Linked DNA regions of Mus musculus: region 2 is linked to region 1. A link is a contact called in public Micro-C data. All regions are on one chromosome and are shown on one strand. Each heading gives the region's core, a stretch centred on a gene start, on an enhancer-like site or on the middle of the called end of the contact. The rest is flanking DNA. Distances are from core to core; before and after follow the strand shown.

Region 1 (3,057 bases), core at 229-2,728:
CATCTTTAAAATAAATAAATAAATAATAAAAGGTACTTAGAATTGGGGATACGGTTCTGCTAGTAGGGTGCTTACCCAGTATGACATTAAATACATGTAATAATCTTTATAACTGTGGATATGCTAGTGTTAGAATGCTCTAATGGTTCTGGATTTTTGTAATTTATTATTATTATTAATTATTATTATAGAACTCACTAGGCTGACCTCAAACTCTTTTCTATCAGTATTTTATATGTATGGACATTTTGCCTGCTTATATATCTATGTATCACTGTGTGTAGTTCCTGGGGAGGCAAGAATAGGGTGTCTGGATATTGTATGTATATATGTGTATATATGTGTGTGTGTATGTGTTTGTACGTGTGCATACACGTATGCAAACATATGTGCTCATGTGTATAACGGTCAGGAATTGACTTTGGGTGTCCTCTAAAGCTTGCTTTTTTGAGGTAGGATCTCTTCCTGAGCATGGAGCTCGCAACCATGCAAAACTAGCTGGCTATTGACCGTGGTGATCTGCCAGTCTCTGGCTCCCCAGCCTTGGAGTCACAGACCCTCACCAGCAAGCCCAACTGCTCCATGGGTGCCAAGGATCTGAACTCTGGTCCTTGGGCTTGCACATTCACCCACATTTCCTTGGTACCTTTTCAGATCATTTCATTTATTTATAGCTGGAGCTATCTCATTGGACAGAATTCCCAGCGAGAGGAATGCAGATTCTCTGCCTCTTCTGGTCCATTGATATGGAAACAAATGTAACTAAGGCTGCTGGTATCTGTATCATGTCTCGGCTGGTTTTTCCTTACTGTTTTTTTCAATTTGATGCAAGCTAGAGTTACATATGAAGAAGAACCTCAATTAAGAATATGTCTCAGCGGGGCGTGGTAGGGCATGCCTTTGATCACGTCTTTAATCCCAGCACTCAGGAGGCAGAGGCAGGCAGATTTCTGAGTTCAAGGCCAGCCTGGTCTACAAAGTTACAAAGTGAGTTCCAGGACAGCCAGGGCTATAAGTCTTGAAAAACCAAAAAAAAAAAAAAAAAAAAAAAAAGAATATGCCTCCATCCGTAGATTGGCCTGTACGCATGTCTGTTGGGCATTTTCGTGAATATGATTGATGCGCAAGGCCCAGCTCACTGCAGGTAGTGCCTGCCCTGGTGGTGGGCTGCATAAGAAAGCCTTCAAGAGTAAATCAGCAAGAGACCAGGTCAGTGTTTGTCCACAGCTCTGCTTCAGCTCCCGCCCCCAGGTCTCTGCCTTAAGTTCCTGCCCTGACTCCCTTTCATGGTGGGCTATAAAGCTGTGAGCTGAAATAAGCTTAAATAAGCTAAAATAAACCCTTCCCCCCGCCCCAAGTTCCTTGTGGTTGTGGTGTTTGACACAGAGACACAAACCAGACTACTATGCAATACCACCCTGCTTCCTACCTACTTCAGAGAGAGAGATAGGAGACACACCCATCACCCGCTTACCTCATCTCTGCTGTTTTCTGTGCTCTGCGTTTCCAGGGAGACAAGCCGTCCAATTTGCGCAATGCTACGTGATCTACCACACACAGGACGCATTTTGCCATCTTATTTAATTTATTATAGATGTTGGGACCCGGCACTGTTTTTCTGAGCAGGTCCTCTCTCTACCATTCATTATCTGCAATTGACCCTCTAACTAATAAAGGCCAGAGTTTTTCACATTTTTTTTTTCAGATAACATTTACTCATGTAATGTGACTCAAAAACATTAAGAACAGCATTTTGGGTTTTGTTTTCCTGTTTCTGTTGTTTAGTTTGAGGTCAATTTTGTTAAGAGTTTACAAAGAAAAGCACCAAGGCAAGCAGGCTGTAAATCCCAGCAGCTGTGGGCAGGAGGGAAAAGAAGAGGAAGAGAGAGCCATGCTGTTTGCAAAGCAGCCACACAGCAGAAAGTGCAAAGCGGGTGAGGTTGGGTTTAAGTTTCAGAGAAAGACTGGAAACGCCCTGACTACCAAAGAAACATACATAAGGCTCTGGACAGCATGAGAGAGAGAGAGAGAGAGAGAGAGAGAGAGAGAGAGAGAGAGAGAGAGAGAGAGAGAGAGAGAGAGAGAGAGAACAGTTAACAGGCAGGACCACAGATATTCACAAAGCAAGTTGCAGCAGGGATGCAGGGATGCTTGTGTACCATAGAGAAGACCCTCACAAGGGCTTCAGGGAATAAGAAGTTCCACAGAAAGGCAGCAGGGCTGAGCCTGCACTCCTAGAGAAATTGAGCCGGTTATTTCTCAAAGCAAGAGATTGCCCTGTAGCACACCCTGAGGTAGAGACGGCACAAGGTTCTCCTGGGTTCCCAGATAAGCACTAGAGAAAACAGGAATGTTATCCACCCACAATTTTCTCTCTCAGAGAAGGGTTTTTCACCTGTTTTCCACAAAAAAGGCTGGGCGTGGGTGGTGTTTATAGCCTGGTGGTCTTTTACTACCTATAGAGCCAGACCTCCTCTGAACCTTCCAGACTCCCGAGTGTTGTCTCTCTAGCAATAGAACCAACTCTTTCTTTCTCTCTCTCTCTTTCTTTCTTTTTTTCTTTTTTAAGATTTATTTTATGCACACTGTAGCTGTCCTCAAACACACCAGAAGAGGATTACAGATGGTTGTGAGGCACCATGTGATTGCTGGGAATTGAACTCAGGACCTCTGGAAGAACAGTCAGTGCTCTTAACTGCTGAGCCATCTCTCCAGCCCTAGAACAAGTTCGTATAGAAGAGGTCACTCGTGCTTTGCAAAAGACATGCCCTTTGCAAAGGAGTTTTGATGTAGTTGTGTGTCTCAGGCTTTGCTGTGATAACTGTCAGGAGGAAACTTTTCTCGAAGTATGTCAAAAATAAACCGCTCAGGGTCAGACTCTGGGGCTTTGAACCAGCCCAGGCCATTCTAGGCTGTGCTGAACTAGATTTTCTTCTTGACACTGTTGGATCATTTAGCTGTCAGCCATTTGCAGGGGCACCTCCATCCTCCACCCCCCAGGGACTTAGGCAGCCTCTTGAATGTCCTGGCTCAACCTCTTACAGTAGGCAGCCTCTT
Region 2 (3,057 bases), core at 405-2,904, 1.2 Mb before region 1:
AACTAACCCCCCCTCCCCCAAACCAGGAAAGCAGAAACCCCCACAGCAATCATAAAATCCAGTTTTACTGCCCAGGGTGTGATGGGAACCAGCAGCCAGCTGGGCGGGGGCAGGAGGCCTCAGCGTCTGGGCGGTGCCTGCTTTGCCCTGGCTCCCACTCAGCCCCAGGGTCAGGACGCCTTCATTTTCTGACACGCCCTCCTCTGTCCCCAAGAACAGTCACCCCATCCTTTCTCCACTGTTGCCTAAAAGCAGGACACACCCTCTTGTGACAACTGAGCCCTAGGCTATCCCCCCACCCCCACCCCCAGTGTGTACCCTGCTAGCAGGGCCTGACAGCTTTCTGGGTAGGTTTGGGGTCTGCGGAGGTGCTCTTTCCCTGATAGTCCTCTGGGTTGAGGGTTCAGCTCTGAGGACGTGGCTGCTTAGCCCTCTTCAGCTGGAAGGGAGTAGAGAGGACTCCAGGCCCTGAACAGTTTCCTGGTATCCCCTCTCCGCTTTGCCTTGTGGTCCCTGTCCTCAGCTCTTGAGGCCGCAGGAACTTTAGAGTCAGAGAGAGCTAGGAGGAGGCCCCACGTCTGGGCCTGGGTTAGCACCCGTCTCCTGATGAACTTAGGCCACGTTGGCCTAGCCTTCCACTTAGTATTTCCCCATTGCTCTCATACCCGCCTCCGCCCTGCAGTGAGCATCAGAGTCTTTCAGACTGACCCCCACCTCACCGCCGGCCCCCACCCCACCACCTCACCGAGTCTAGCCCTTCAAGGAAGAGACTCACACTGGGGGTCACACACTGACTCTTTAGGGATAGGGCTGTGATTAAGAGCGGGGCTCTGGTCCTTGTGACTAGAAAAGTCCTGAATGCTAGCTAGTGTCTGTTCCCTCCTAGTCCCTGGCCATTTTCCTGTGAACAGATCTGCTCTCACTATAGTTTGACTTTGCCAGGGTCTGGGGTGGGAGATGAGATCCAGAAGGACTCTGGCCTTGACCTCTGCTCCTAGTAAAAAATGAATGTCAGGTAGAGTGAGACTATCAGGTGACAGAGGACATGGGTCCTAGGAAGCCTGGTAAGAGTCACCTGGAGAAGGGTTTTGAGGGAGAGGGGACAAACCAAAGGGACACCTCGTCTGCATGGCTAGGGATCTTGAAGAAGGGGACAGTACTTGTTCTGTCCCCTTTATGGAACCCTCTGTGACTTCTATCCCTTTGAGCTCGTTCTGAAGGTTGACCACAAGGGACCAGGTGACCTTTTGATTAGAAAGCCGTATAAAGGTGAAAGGGCCAGGTGGAGCTTGGATGTCTTTCTCACTCCTGGTCCTTGATGTCTTATCTACAGGGCAACCTCCAGGGCTGGCTGGACACTGGTCATTTTCAGGGTCTGGACTCCCAGAGGTTCTGGGACATGGCAATCACTCCACTCTCTGTTCTCTTCCTTCTCAGCCACGCTTTGCCAGCCTCTGCACCCCTGTCCTGACCTACCGAAGGGTCTCTGGAAGGCTAAGAAGGGCTCCCTTCAGTATTTGGACTCTAAGCAGGCCCCTTTCTTTTTTGCCTTTAGATTTTTCTGTCCCCCACTTTGCCCCTAAGGCTTGGATGAGCCAGAAGGGTGGGGCTCCCTGTTGGCAAGACTCAATTTTGCTGGCTGGGAGTTTTTCAGGGTGCTAATTAAAAGGAACCACCCAGAGAGAATGACTTCACTTGTTCTCACACACACACCCTTCGGCCCTGCCCTCTCCAGTGGCCCCATTCACACGCCGGGGCGCACTGCGGGTGGAGGAGCCCACGGCAAAGGCAAGACCCTTTGTGTCTGTCCACAAGCCAAGTGCAGGCTCAGAGCATTTTTAGCATTTCCCCTCCTAGTCCAATGTTGCTGTGGCTGCATTTCCCTCGCTGGTCCCCTCCCTGCTGAAATAGACAGGCAGAAACTGACTCTGGGTGGGAAGGAAGATGGTGTCTTCCCAGGTCACACGCACCCCCCCCCCCCCGCCCCACTCTCCCAATAGGAGCGCTGCTGTGAGGAAATCTTTCCCTGGCTGGGATTCCGTCCAGTTCTCGGGCTTCATCCCCTGTGGAATGGGCCTCACTGAAGAGAACTTAGTAGGGCCACTGTGTACTGTGGTTTTGAGGATCTCTCCGCATTACTTACTGTCTTCTCTGCTCCCTAAACTCTTCCCAAAATGTGGTCACGATCCCTTTCCACTCTGCACTGCCGGGTGGCCACGTGAGCCTAAGGTGGGCTCTGATACTCATGTTGGAATATTTAATGATGGTTCTTAGAGCCCAACTCTCCCAAATACTCTTGCATCGCTTTTTGGGAAGACCACGTTGACTCACTTGGTCTTGGTTATTTAGTGGAGGGGCGAAATGGTAACTTTCTGGGCTGACTCAGGATCTGGGAGATCCTGGGTGCTAGGCAGCGTTAGAACCGCTGGGAGGCGAAGAGATGCCACGAGCAACCCCAGTGGGGAGAGGGGAGGAGCTAGGCTATTTCCCAGTCTCCCTGCATTCTGGGATTGCCCTGTAGGGGTCGCCCTAAGCCAGGTTTCCACAGATAGCAGCGGCTCATTGCTTCTTCAGAGTCTGGGTCGCATCTCCGACCCTCTGTCCCCCAGTTTGAATTCTTTCCTTCCTCCAGGGTCCTCCAGCTACCAAGAGTCCAGGAAAGGGCACAAAGCAGGGACAGAGACAGCTTGTGACCTAGAGGCTGTGAAGTGACAGGAGTGACAAGTGTTGGTGGCTAGAAAGAGCACATGCAAATAGCATGCAAACGAGCATGGCTGGACCGTCCTGAGTAGCACCTGCCAGTCTGGGCCCAGGCAGGCATCCTTTTCCTAGCCCTGGGTGAGGATAGAAGCACCTGACTCTTCCCTGGCTGTGTAGACACGTGCTACCCCTTAAATGCCACCATAACTCAGGCAGGGGCTATCGTCCTCATTTTACAGATGGCTCCCATGAATGTTTCTGCTTTCTCCCTTTTCTCTCTACAGATCAGATCGCAATCCCAAGTGAGCGTGGGACTAATTCAGCAAGCAACCCTTCTCTTCCAGTAGGGTCTGTTGC

Evidence for each region. Hi-C and Micro-C count contacts between places; a contact is called where the count stands out from the background.
Region 2: a Micro-C map of the G1E-ER4 cell line shows a contact between it and region 1. The contact joins two enhancer-like sites. A contact is called at or near these places in 1 of 15 datasets of contacts at CTCF or cohesin (embryonic stem cells), 5 of 484 Hi-C or Micro-C datasets (the G1E-ER4 cell line and muscle stem cells) and 1 of 115 datasets of contacts at active chromatin or transcription factors (astrocytes).

The regions. Positions count from the first base shown.
Region 1 is chr15:100,748,767-100,751,823 of GRCm38.p6, reverse strand. No RefSeq gene overlaps it. Among named protein-coding and RNA genes, the nearest start is that of Slc4a8, 11 kb to the left of the region's middle. Within about 2 kb of position 1,478, at least 65 of the 459 cell types and tissues checked have an H3K27ac peak or open chromatin away from gene starts, as enhancers often do. A contact at or near this core is called in the G1E-ER4 cell line, where this site is marked.
Region 2 is chr15:101,973,303-101,976,359 of GRCm38.p6, reverse strand. It overlaps a transcript of Krt78 not described here. Among named protein-coding and RNA genes, the nearest start is that of Krt78, 21 kb to the right of the region's middle. Within about 2 kb of position 1,654, at least 170 of the 459 cell types and tissues checked have an H3K27ac peak or open chromatin away from gene starts, as enhancers often do. A contact at or near this core is called in the G1E-ER4 cell line, where this site is marked.